3 separate regions of the Mus musculus genome follow, and all the other regions are linked to region 1. The links are chromatin contacts, called in public HiChIP or PLAC-seq and promoter capture Hi-C maps. All regions are on one chromosome and are shown on one strand. Each heading gives the region's core, a stretch centred on a gene start, on an enhancer-like site or on the middle of the called end of the contact. The rest is flanking DNA. Distances are from core to core; before and after follow the strand shown.

The links. Promoter capture Hi-C pulls out the DNA fragments that hold promoters and counts their contacts. HiChIP or PLAC-seq counts read pairs in DNA pulled down with a chosen protein or histone mark.
Region 2: a promoter capture Hi-C map of cranial neural crest shows a contact between it and region 1. The contact joins the promoter of Adora2b here to the promoter of B9d1os in region 1. A contact is called at or near these places in 1 of 39 promoter capture datasets (cranial neural crest) and 1 of 115 datasets of contacts at active chromatin or transcription factors (bone marrow-derived macrophages).
Region 3: a contact with region 1 is called in an H3K27ac HiChIP or PLAC-seq map of microglia, with 9 times the contacts expected there. The contact joins the promoter of Natd1 here to the promoter of B9d1os in region 1. A contact is called at or near these places in 10 of 39 promoter capture datasets (the C10 cell line, the SN4741 cell line, cranial neural crest and 6 more), 3 of 484 Hi-C or Micro-C datasets (CD4 T cells and cortical neurons), 14 of 115 datasets of contacts at active chromatin or transcription factors (astrocytes, embryonic forebrain, embryonic hindbrain and 10 more) and 2 of 9 other capture datasets (adipose tissue and liver).

What each region holds. Positions count from the first base shown.
Region 1 is chr11:61,503,398-61,507,488 of GRCm38.p6, forward strand. B9d1os (a long non-coding RNA gene) reads right to left here and starts at 1,689. Exons shown (of 1, transcript XR_141098.4): 1 at 988-1,689. It overlaps B9d1 (B9 protein domain 1), which reads left to right and starts at 1,747. Exons shown (of 7, transcript NM_013717.3): 1 at 1,747-1,874; 2 at 2,947-3,015. The coding sequence starts at 1,812.
Region 2 is chr11:62,247,081-62,251,171 of GRCm38.p6, forward strand. It overlaps Adora2b (adenosine A2b receptor), which reads left to right and starts at 1,904. Exons shown (of 2, transcript NM_007413.4): 1 at 1,904-2,356. The coding sequence starts at 2,022.
Region 3 is chr11:60,911,571-60,915,661 of GRCm38.p6, forward strand. It overlaps Natd1 (N-acetyltransferase domain containing 1), which reads right to left and starts at 2,222. Exons shown (of 3, transcript NM_025294.5): 1 at 2,059-2,222. The coding sequence starts at 2,155.

The DNA of each region.
Region 1 (4,091 bases), core at 439-2,938:
TCGAGCACTCTACAGCTGCTGGGTGAGAGCCTGGGGATGCTTTTCATTATCTTACCTCTGCAGTGATAAGGAGAATGAAACATTTTATAAAATGAGGGTTCCTTGATGAAGACTTATGGCTTCACTCATATGCCCAAACCAGGAGCATACGGTATCTCCTGCTATGGATGCCTTTAGTAACTAGATGGGAACATTCTCCTACAGGACAGAAAAGGCCTGAGAGAGTACAGGTACCAGTGACTGAAATCATCCCCAGGTTTGTTTTCTCATAGAACTCAGGATCACCAGCCTAGGGTAGCACCATCCACAGTGGGCCTGGCCCTTCTCCACCAATCACTAATTAAGAAAATGTTCAACAGGCTTACAAGCCCAATCACATGGAGGCTTTCTCAATCTTGGTTCCCTCCTCTCAGATAACTATGGCTTGTGCCAAATTGACAAAAAAACTAGCCAGCACAGACCTCTTCCTAAATGTCTCATCCTGTTGGTTTAGGACAGAAAAGCCTTATCTAATGAGTAATTTGGGGATTGAGAAGGCTTCCTTTCAGTAGCCTGTATCTTTCCAACGCTTTCAGTAAAGAACAGCAAGTGGCAGCCACCGGCTAGGAGAGAGGGGCCTAGAGCCTCTGCTTGTATGACTCTTGGCTCTAAGCTAAAAGAATTTCTTACATGCTTGCACCTCGGCCCACCTAGAACGCTGTGACCACATGCCTTTCCTCTTCCCCATAGGTGGCTTTGGGAATCCCGCCAACTGACTTCCAAGCTAACAGTTAGCGTGACCTGGTGTCATTACTGCAGGCTGAGCTCCCTAAAGTATACACATCTGCATCCGTTTGTTTCCAGGCTCCCTCATCATTAATGTGCTCTTTGATGTTTCCTTATAAGCTCTGAAAGTGAAGTCTGATTCTGCAGCTAAATTCCTGTAACGAATATGGCTAAATTACCTTCCAGGTCTGGATTTCAGTCACGCCCTCCAGAAAACTGAGATGTGTTCAATTTTATTTATTAAAGAAGTAGTTCCCAAATATTTTGCACTGGCCGGGCAATGAGGACCAGGCATTCAATGCCCCTAGAGTCGAGCTGGGGATCTAAAGGCAAGAAGCTCGCATTAAGCCACCTTGAATTGGACAGTGATAGAGTAAGTGCAGTTGAATCCAAGCACTAACAATGGTGTCTACCGAAAAGGATGCTGGTGGCTTGGGACCAAGCTCTGACATCCCTGAGCTACCAGTGATTTTCCAAAATTGGGTGACTGGTTCCGTGGGCTCCAGCTTCTCATGCAGGACGCGGGACTTGGACAAATGGAGTCTCCGGGTTTCGATGACAAGAGCCTCATAGGGCTGAAGGGCGCATTCTTCACCTGAGACAATGTGCTGGGTGATGCCCGCTGGACCACTCCCGCGCACCAAGCCTTCCAACGATGGCGTCTTTGCCGTCGCTGTGTGTGGCAACAGCGACACCACCTGGAGAGAGGTAACTCTAGCACGTGACTTTCCGCGGGCCTGAGTGCCGGTGCTGCTTCTTCTCAACATCCAGCTTTGCAGCCTGCGAGCTTCAAGCATGGCCAGACGAGTGAAGTCACACAGTGCGGGTCCGTGGACCCGCCCCTGGGGGTTAGGTTCCGCGCGACAGACACGGAGGACAGTGCCCAAAGCCATAAAGACTACTGCGCCTGCGCACTCTTACCTTTGAGCGAACTCGTCACCGCTTGAGAAATTTGTCCTAGACGACTTACCGTCTGTTTCCAAGACAACCGAGAGCCTCCTGGCAACAGCGCGCGGCCTGCGCCGGTCTCCCGGCCCATCAGTGCAATGGCTGCAGCAAGTCCCAGCGTCTTCCTGCTCATGATCACCGGGCAGGTAGAGAGCGCACAGGTAAGCAGTCGTGGACTCCGCCCGGGGACGGCCTGTTTCTCTCCCCGGGCTCTTCGCTCAGCTCCTAGAAAGCCAAGATGCTCTGAGCATCTCAAATAAATGGAAAGGAGAAGCAGCATTTGAGAACCTTGGCTCCAGGTAGATGAACCGGACAAGCTTGAGTGAAAACAGACCTCGAGGCGTTCAGCTGGTACCACTTGGATCCTGTTTACTTGGTTGAGTGGTGGCCTAGGACTAATGGGACTGAAGACTCAGCTGATCCATTTAACAGCTGGGAACTTACCGGAAGGCAGTGGCCAAGGTGGGATTTGACCCGGTCCGTCTAAGAGACAGAACTTTGCTACATTATTCTTCTGGGCTGCTTGTTGAAAATGCCCATTATTCCTACATATTCTGAGGTTTGGCTGACATGCTTTAGGTTCTGCCAAGTCTGAAGCTCAGTAGGTGTTCCTGCCTTCCCATTCATTGGTACTGCGTCCTCCCTGTTTTCCTCTATCCGATTAGAGGATGTCTGGGCTGCTTACTCTGGACACCTTCCTTGGCGTCTGCCCTGGGCCTTCCTTTCTCCGGGACCCTCAGTTTTAGCCATGTTCTTTGGCCCTGTAGCTTCTGGGTTTCACGTGAGCATCATTTCTGTAGAGCTAATTTGTGCCCAGCACTGGAGATGCGCTGAGGCATGAAACCTGTTCCTTCTTCAGTCTAACAGGGTTATCAGATAGACATTAGGTACCCACATGCAGAAATGCAGAGAAGTGAAGGGAGCCAAGCAATGATCCTTAAGCCAGCTAGAGACTGAAGGGGAACTCTGAAAGATGGGCAAGGGGCCTACCACATGTGGACTGAGAAAGACAAGACAGAAAGTAGACCCTGAGCAAAATAACCTACGGGTATTGGCAGTCTGGGACTAAGCCTGACTTCCTGATTTCCATTCCCTGCCCGCCCTGAAACCCATGTCCACCTCCTCAGTCCCAGATGCCTCGTGTTCCTAATTCCTGTCCACTGCATCTGCCTAGCTAATGTGTGGGCCCAGTTTGCCCTTTCTAGACAGAATCCTGTATACTTTTTCTCTCAGTTTCCAGAGTATGATGACCTCTACTGCAAGTACTGCTTTGTGTATGGCCAGGACTGGGCCCCAACAGCGGTAAGTTGGACTCATGGGCCTCCTCTGGTTAGAGCTTTGGTGATTCCTGAATCATACCCTTCTATTCGAGACCAAGAGGTAGACACTAAGGTCAGAGATGACCTAAACATTGCATTTGTTTTTGGGGGAAAGCTAGTTTATAGAATACAGTCACTACTGGGTTCGCTGGTGTACCCCTGGAGTCTGTTAGTGGCAGCTGAGAGGGACAAGTAGCAGCCTAACCAGGCAGGCTCTGGAGAACCACCTGCCAGTGGCTTTGGACAGCATCAGCCAATACCCCCACCTGAAAACAAAACATGGCCCCTTCTCAGGCAGCAGAAAACAACCAGGAGCCAGGACAAAATGAAGGATCTCTTCTTAAGGTTTTAAGGAGTCTTTTTACCACAGGAAGCGGCTGCAGTGCAGACCACTATGATACTATACAATAGTTTAAAAAGTGGAAGCCAAACAGGATAGCATATGCCTGTAATCCAGCACAGAAGGCTGAGGCAGGAGCATCTCTAGGAATTCAAGGTCAAGCTGGGCTACATATATAATACCAAACAAATGGAAAAAATAAAATTAAAGCCCGACTTCTTTGAGCCCAAGTTTCTTCATTTGTATCACGGACATGTTAATATTTTTTGGTTTTTCTAATGCTTTCAATATATATTAGAGATTAATTCCATTTTAAATTATGTGTGTGTATATATCTGTGTATGGGTATGAATGCAAGTGGCTATTGAGGCCACAGGTCAGATCCCCTAGAGCTGTAATTATAGGATGTTGTAAGCTGCCTTTGGGGCTGGAGAAATGACTGAACAGTTAGAATGGGTACTTTTGCAGAGGGCCCCAGTTTGATTCTCAGCACCCACATTGTGGCTCACAACCATCTGTAACTTCATGACTATTTGAGTCCTCTGGGAGTGACCAATGTCTGACAGAAGCCCCCATCTTGTAGAGACATCTGTTCTTGTTAAGGAGACACTAAGTTGGATACATTCTGGTCTGTTAGCCAAAGATGGGTGGAATGAAGAGGGAGTGGATCAGGAGCTAGAGTGTATGACTAACTGGGAGGGAAGAATCTAGACCAAGGC
Region 2 (4,091 bases), core at 654-3,153, 740 kb after region 1:
CTTGGCGATCCCCTGGGGCTGGCACCACAGCTTCCCTGGCATTCTATCCTAGTGGGAAACGCTTTCTTTTCTCTCCTCTCCTGGCCATGGCTGTTGGCGGCAAGCCCTTCCCCCACCTCTGCCCCATTCAGCTCCATGCGCCATAGTGATCACTGCCAAACGCCCACTTTGCAGCTCACTCCTAGAAGCCTCTCTTTCCTCTTCCCATTTCAAGTCGTGTACCCGTTATCTGACCTCTCTGAGGTTCCAGCTTGTCATCTGTGTTAAGAGGCAGAAGCCAGTGTCAGGTTCTTCGTGAAGGTGAAGCAGATGCTATCAAAACTCAGGTGACCAGGGCCAATATTTTGTGGAAAACATATAAATAGTAAGGTATTTTTTTAAATAAGGTTTTTTTTTTTTTTCTCAACACAGAAAATAGAAAAAAAGACGGGCGTGGTGGTGCACTTGGGTGGCAGAGGCAGGCAGATTTCTGAGTTCGAGGCCAGCCTGGTTTACAAAGCGAGTTCCAGGACAGCCAGAGCTATACAGAGAAACCCTGTCTAGAAAAAAACAAAAACAAAAACAAAAACAAAACAAAACACCCCCCAAAAAAAACACCAAAAATCCAAAAAAACAAAAAACAAAAAAACCAAACAAATAAACAAAAAAAAAAAAAAAAAAAAAAACCAAACCCTTAAAATACCCAGATAGAACATGTACTCTGTGTGCTTTGGTGATTTTGTCTATGCTATGAGTGGGCTCGTGGGGGATTTGCTGTTAATATTACAGCTAACCCTGAAATGTACTTTATATATATCATACAGCCATGCAGAAAGTGTAATTCAACGCACTTTTCCCCTCCCCCACGCCCATACTCATACTCAGAGAGAGCTAATCCAGCCACAACATTAAAAAAAAAAAAAAAAAAAATCAGCCCGGCGTGGTGGCGCACGCCTTTAATCCCACCACTTGGGAGACAGAAGCAGGCAGATTTCTGAGTTCGAGGCCAGCCTGGTCTACAAAGTGAGTTCCAGGACAGCCAAGGCTACACGGAGAAACCCTGTCTCGAAAAACCAAAAAAAAAACCCCAAGAAAAAACCCGTTATTCTTCAAAGAAGCTGTTTAGAGGTCACCCGTGTTTTAGTTCAGCTTAATCTTTTTTTTTTCAGTCATCTTTGTTGTGTTGACAAACTCCTTAACCATCCTGGCTGGTGACTACAGGTAGCAGCTTCCGCGGGGCAGAAGCTGTGTTCTAGAAGGATTAAGGACTCCAAACGCCAAGGAGCAGCCAGGGCTCGCTAGGAGAGAAGTGTGGAGTTGAAGGCGGTGGAGGGCGCTGGGGGCTTCTTACAGGTGGCAGGAAGGACAGATCACCCACAGGTGTGGGCGCTCAGCACCCTTCTTGGAGTGGATGAAGGCGGCAGTGTCTGGGAAGAGGCGGCGCCGCAAGTGAGCGGAAGCCGGTCTTGGATAAGTGGGCTGGAGAGCGCAGGGCTGAGCCGGCGAGCACCCTGGCGGGGCAGCGGAGACCACGGGATCGGGTGGATTAGGGGCCGCGCGGAGAATGCAGCACTGAGAGGAAGCCCGGGCCCGGACCTGGGGTGCAGCTCCGGTGCTGGGGAGTATGGACACCTTGCAGGGGCGTCAGTTCAGAGTGTGCAGATCGGGCGCGGGACAGGGTGAAGTCTGGGACTTCGCGCTCGGGCGGGAAGTGGTGAAGCTTCGAGGTGTCTTTCCTGAATGTGTCCCTCTCCCGCCCGAGGGAAATTCGGGAACCCATCCTTCCCCGAGCTCAGGAGCAGCTGGAGCAAGGACCCTAGGCAGGGGGCGGGGCCAAGACCGGCTCCTGGCAGCCGGCCAATGGGCGCCGCCCCCGTAAGGCCACGCCCCCGCCCCCGTCCGGAGCGCACTGGCTGGGCGGCGCAGACCCAGCTTGGGACGCGCGGTCTCAGCGCTGTGGCCATGCCTGGCGGCACCCTAGCAGCTGTCCTGAGCCCGACACTACCCCAGTAGAGGACTCCCCGGGCCCGGCTGGCCCGGCCATGCAGCTAGAGACGCAAGACGCGCTGTACGTGGCGCTGGAGCTGGTTATCGCTGCGCTGGCGGTGGCGGGCAACGTGCTGGTGTGCGCCGCGGTGGGAGCCTCGAGTGCATTACAGACCCCCACCAACTACTTTCTGGTATCCCTGGCGACGGCAGACGTGGCCGTGGGACTCTTCGCCATCCCCTTTGCCATCACCATCAGCTTGGGCTTCTGCACGGACTTCCACGGCTGCCTCTTCCTCGCCTGCTTCGTGCTGGTGCTCACACAGAGCTCCATCTTTAGCCTCTTGGCGGTGGCTGTCGACCGATATCTGGCCATTCGCGTCCCGCTCAGGTGAGACGAATCTTTCTTGCCTTGGCCGGGTTAAAGTTCTAAAGAGGGGCGCCCTCTCCAGGCCCACGGTTTTACTTTCTGGACTCCCAGATGGGCCAGATTAGGAGCACGCTGGGCACTGGAGTGGAGGACGCACTTTCTCCAGCACGCTTGTTCTGCCGGCTATCAAGACTCTCCTGGGTTGACAGAACAGGCCACTGACTGGGTCCCCTTTTGGAGTCAGGGATGCTCTAATTGCCCCTAGTTTAGGGAATCTGCATAAGAACACCCTTAGGGGCGTTGAGAAGTGCTCGTCCGACGAGTTACCTGCCAAGGAAGGGCTCAGGAAGCTCTAGATTCCTTAAGTTTTGTGGACGTTCCCGGCCCTCTGGAGAGACAGAGCTGCTGCCCGGAGTCGGGCATGCAGATCAAAGCTGCTGCCAGATGCAGTCCTGTGCGGAAAGGGCGCGGAGAAGCTTCAGCTAAGAACGAGGCAACTTTAGACGCTGGAATTGGTACTTTTAGAAGGGTCATAGGGTCTAACGACACAGCTTTAAAATGTGCCTACTTCGAAATGAGGCAGCCAGGCTCAACTCTGATGGGAAACTCTAGGAACATTGGTCCCTACTAGCTTCGCGGTGGCTCAAAGTATTCCCAGACATTTTAAAGAGCTACTGTGCTTACTGGTTCAGTGAACACTGACAAGACAGTCTTAGAGCCTCTAGCCCATTGTGTAACCTTATTTGTATACTGCTGCAGTGCCCAGGAGCCTGAAGAGGCCCAGAAAACTGGTGAGGGCTCCCTGTTCGCTGGCTCTCAGAGTATACCTAAATCACTTTCTCCTTATTCCATGATGGGAAAACAGGATCCAGGGCAGGGAGTCAGTCAGTTGGGGAAGTGGCTTCCACTTGTAGCTAATAAATTTAAAGTTGAGTTTGCTGCTCCTTGGTAGTGCCTGGGCCCTTTAGCATTTCTGAAGTGAGCTTTGGATCTCTTTAGAGTTGGAGCTGAGTTGAGGAAACTGAGTCACAAGAGTAGGAAGAGAAAGGCAAGAACTCCGTGGGCTCTGACCGTGTGCCTGGCAACTCTAATTAAATGTACATTCTTTAAACCTCGAAGCGTCCAGAGGACAGACACTGTCACCTGCATACTGTAGATGAGGTTGTGGTTCCGGATGCTGTGTCCGGCAGAGTGGCACTGTGTCCTCAGCCGTCCACCTGTCGTCTCACAGGGCTGTGTGTGAGATACCAGTGTTTGAGAGATGTGAAAAGGGATCCCCTTGCTGTTTCTAGAAGAGGATCCTGATGGTAGTAAGCTGGCGTTTATAGGAGAAATGTGTCTAGGGAATTGATTGGCAAAAAGCTCCTACAAGCTCTTGTAATAGGCAGGTGTGAAGAGCCTGGTCCCTGTGGCTTGTGGCTTGAGTCCCAGATGGTACAGGAAGCCCCTGCTTGTGTGTGGGTGGGTTGCTCCACATCCCCTGCCTGTGGCATCTGACCAGGAGGCTTCACACATATCCCATCAGGTGTGCTACAGCCCAGGGATTTCAGAGCCTGCGGCTGCATAGAATTCCATTTCCTTCGTTCTTGTGGTTCTGCACTTGTCTGTTGCCCGCTCACTGGTGCTTGGTGGCCGTTTGAACTCTTTCCATAGAGCAATCACATGCCCCCCGCCCCTTGAGTTGCCCCATCTAGGGGAAGCCCTTTGGGCTTGCCCCTGGAAGAGCCCCAGATACACAGAGGCCTAATACCCAGGA
Region 3 (4,091 bases), core at 972-3,471, 590 kb before region 1:
CACACATGCTCAGGACTTAGACGTTTCTTCACACCCCTGATCACACTGCTTGGACTTGTGCAGCACCCAGCTCCCCACTGTCATACCCCACAGTGCGCTTCCCATCAGCACAGCCTTAGGGTTCCTGGTCCATGGCATCTGTCCTCTTTACAAGGCATTTCAGGACCCCACAGCACTGAAGGTTGAAGCCACACCCAAGCTCACATTTCTGGTTCCTATATTATTTGCCTCCTTGACCTCTTAGCCTTATCCTACCTGTCACGCTCTTCTATGCCTGCACCACTCCTGGCTGCTCTGAAACACACAATGGGTACTGCAGGGCCTTTGCTCTCAAAGGTTTCTTTCACACAGTGCCTTTCTTCACAGCTACAGCTGTTTCTTGTCTCTTTCAGGTCTCTACTTAAATACCACCTGCTTGGAACTTAATGCCAAACAGTGGCTCTGCCCCAATAGACCCTTCCTTCTGCCTGACCACGCCTCCCAAGGCCTTGGTTTTATGAGATATTATGCAATTCATCTGAGACCCATCTCCTTCTTTAGACTGGCAGCCCTACAAGTCCTGGGTAAATAGTAGGTACTCAGTAAACTGTTGGCCCAGGCTGTACAGGAGGAGCCGAGGCGAGGTTGCCCGCCTCTAGCAATTCTGTCTCTCTGTCAACGGGGCAGCAGATTGCAGAACGGTTAAGTTTAAGGATATCATTTGTTCATAGCCAGCTCTCAAGAGTACTGTCCTTTTGACTGGACCCATTTGGAAAAGAAAGAGAGAGAGAAAGAAAGAAAGAAAGAAAGAAAGAAAGAAAGAAAGAAAGAAAGAAAGAAAGAAAGAAAGAAAGAAAGAGAGAGAAGCCTAAGGCTTCTGCCTTTCTCTTTATGGATCTGATGTGCCTCCACAGTCCCCAGGAACTAAAAGCCTCACTGGAACTAAGAAAACTTCAGAAAAGAGGATCTGAAGAAAAAAGAAACAAAAAACAAACAAACCCTCAGATAAGGCCTCTCAAGGGATCAGGGCCAAGTGTCACAGTCAGCTGAGCTACCATCAGCATGACAGCAGGACTTGTTTCTCTACGGAAAGAATAGGGCAAGGGGCAGCTGGGCCCTGATTTGAATATGCCTCTGGTCTTGTTAAAGCTGGGCAGGTCCCATTTCCTGCACTCCCAGCCTCAGTTTACTCATCTGTAAGTGGGGCGGTATGTCACAACACAGGAAGTGATAGCTGCCCCCACGGTGGTTAGGTGGCACAAACGGGAGACCTGGCCTCCAAGTGCAGGTCACAGAAGGTTGGCTCAGGAAGTCAGGATAGGCTGCGTATGCTTGACTGCTTACAACCTACCTACTGGCCGACCACACTCAAGTGGTGCATCCTTCCAATCAAAATAATATGGGCAGTGGCTAAGTCGGGTCTCCCCAGAGGGCCCAGCTGGGAGGAGTGGGCTACAGAGAGCTCAAGGTCCCATATTCCACAATCTTTTCCAGCCCTAGAATCAATGGGAGGAGTGTCGGTCTGCTGGTACAAACGCTACAGATGAGGCTTTGACTTCTCTATCTGTTGAAAAGTAGCCATTTATCTATGTTTATCAGCACTTGCTGTGCACCAAATGTGTCATTCTGAACTTTTACTGCCACAGCATCTCATCCAAAGCGGTTTGCACTCCAGCTATCCCCATTGCAGATTCCGGGAGACCGATGCACACATTGACTAGACAAACTGGCCAAAGTCTCAGAATCACCTACCCGCCTCCTCCTCCAGGCCACATATTCCCTAGGTTATGCCCCAGGCCCCTGCAGGCTCCTCCACGGCGGCAGGAAGCAACCGAACACCCGGGGGGTGGGGGTGGCAGGCCACCAGTGACCTGCTCTCTGGGACCCAGGGTGGCAGCCCTCCGTCCGCGATGTCGGAGGCCGGCTGCGCTAGCAGGTGCGGGCTGCCCGGGCAGACGCGCTCCGGCGGTGCCAGTCGGGGGGTTCGGGAGCCCTCCCGCCCCGGGATCCATCTGTCCGTCCGCCCGCAGGTCCCGCCCCGTCCCGCCCGCGCGCGCGCAAACAAAGGCAGCTCGGTACCGTTGAGGCGCACGGAGAACTGGCGGCGTTGGCGGTCGTGCTCCACGCGGATGGGGCCGCCCTGCTCCAGTGCGCTCGGCGGGGTAGCGTGCGCCATCGCGCGCGCCGACACTGGGGACCGCGGGCCGCAGCGAACTGACTCTTCGGCGGCGCGGGCCGGAGAAGGGGGCGGGGCCGGAAATCAGCTGTGAGTCACGTGCGCTGCGCGCACTGTCTGTTTGGATACATTCCTGGCGTCTCTTAAAGAGACCGCGCTGCCCGTTTCGCTCGCGGCTTCAACAATGATGTGCTGGTCCATCCAGGGCGCCGATTGTCCTCCCGAATGCCCCAGAATGACTTTTAGGACCCACACGGACCCATATGCAAAACACGCAATGACCTATGGGGTAATTTAGATCCTCCCCGCGACAGCCATTTAATATTAGGCATTAGCCTCACTGCAAGCCTGAGGCAATAGATAACGTCAAATGCAAGGTGTTGACAGGCAAACCTACTCTCTGCTGGAATCGTGCGGGCTGGAGCTATGCAGCCCACCCACTCGGGCAGCTGTAGCTGATATTGAGAGATTACCCCTAGGCATGTTTGGGACTGGGTGAAAAGCCACCCCTCCCAAAGAAAGCCAGAAATATGAGGTCCCTAGGGAGCTAGCTACCCAGGAGCCAGTGTTTCTCTAGAAGTACAGTATTAGGAAAGCTTGCCGACCATGGATGTTCACAGAATCATATTCTGTTAATTACCGTGCAAATTTGATGTCCACATCTATGAGACCACCACACAGACATTAAAGTTTGAGTACCTCAGTGGAATGCTTGAAGGCTGTAACTTCAAACCTGTACAAAATGTGTGTCTGTGTGCGTGGCGGGGGCTGGGGGTGGGGGAGAGGCGGGGGACAGACCAACAAGGAAGCATTTTACAGCTAAATGGAGATCTCCGTGGGCTCCCTTCCAATTGATTTCTTCCTTTTGAAGTAGCTATGCTCCCTGACTTTTAGCGCTATTGACTAAACAGCTTTTCCTAAGAACATCCTATTTCTTAAGAACTACACAGTATTTACCTTTTCGTATCTGGTTTCTTCGCTTCCACCTGTCATCAGCTGTGTTGTTGCTGCTATCATGTTCACCAGTGTGTCAGAGATTTCCCAGGAAGCAGGTACCAGTTTTCCATCACGTGTTAATGGGTTGTTGTGTTGTTTTGGTTTGGAGCTGCTATGAGTAACAGGCTGTGGATGTCGTCTGGCCAGCATTCCCTTAGGGTAGCTCTCAGGAATATACTGCCGAGTTTTATAGCCAGTGGATATTTTGTTTTGTGAAAAACTGCAAGATCCTTTTCCAAGTGTACGACCTCACATTGCCACAGAGAGTTCTGTAAGTTGCAGTGGGCATTTTGTCATTAGTGGCAGTGACTGACTCTTGAACCTTTGCCCAGGCTGCCAGGCCATTTAGTCCCCATTTAATGAACACTTTCCTCTGTAACCCCCCCCCCCAATCTTTTATTTGCCTTCTTCCAATCATTTTTATTGCTTGGTTGGGGGGTCAGACATACTACTGAGAGAATCTTTTCTGAGCAAATAATTTCCTTTTAACAAGTGGGTGTTGTGTCACAGCGTTTGTAAACAGAAGGCAGTGCGGAGGTGTGTCATTATATGCAAAGTGACTGAAAGGGATCCAGCCATCATAGAGGGCCTGGAGCCTGGTTGGCAGAGTCAGAGCTGGAGGCAATTGTGAACAAGGAAGATTAAAACCTGTGAGTCTCAGGTGACGTCACTTCCAAAGAATGTAAGTGGAGATGGTCAAAATATGTTCCTGGACAGTGTCTGAACAGGCCACTCATCTGCAGGCTGCTGGGCCTTTGGATGACTACTGCCCAAGCACCACTTCCTGGGGAAGTCCTCCTGTGCATTTATGTCTACAGACGTGGCATCTGACCAGCCAGTCTAGACCAGGGGAGAGTCTGATCTGATAAGCCTCCAATAGGGCCTGGCACAGTGGTTGTCTACCTATGGGTTGTGACCCTCGAACCAGCCTTTCACAGTG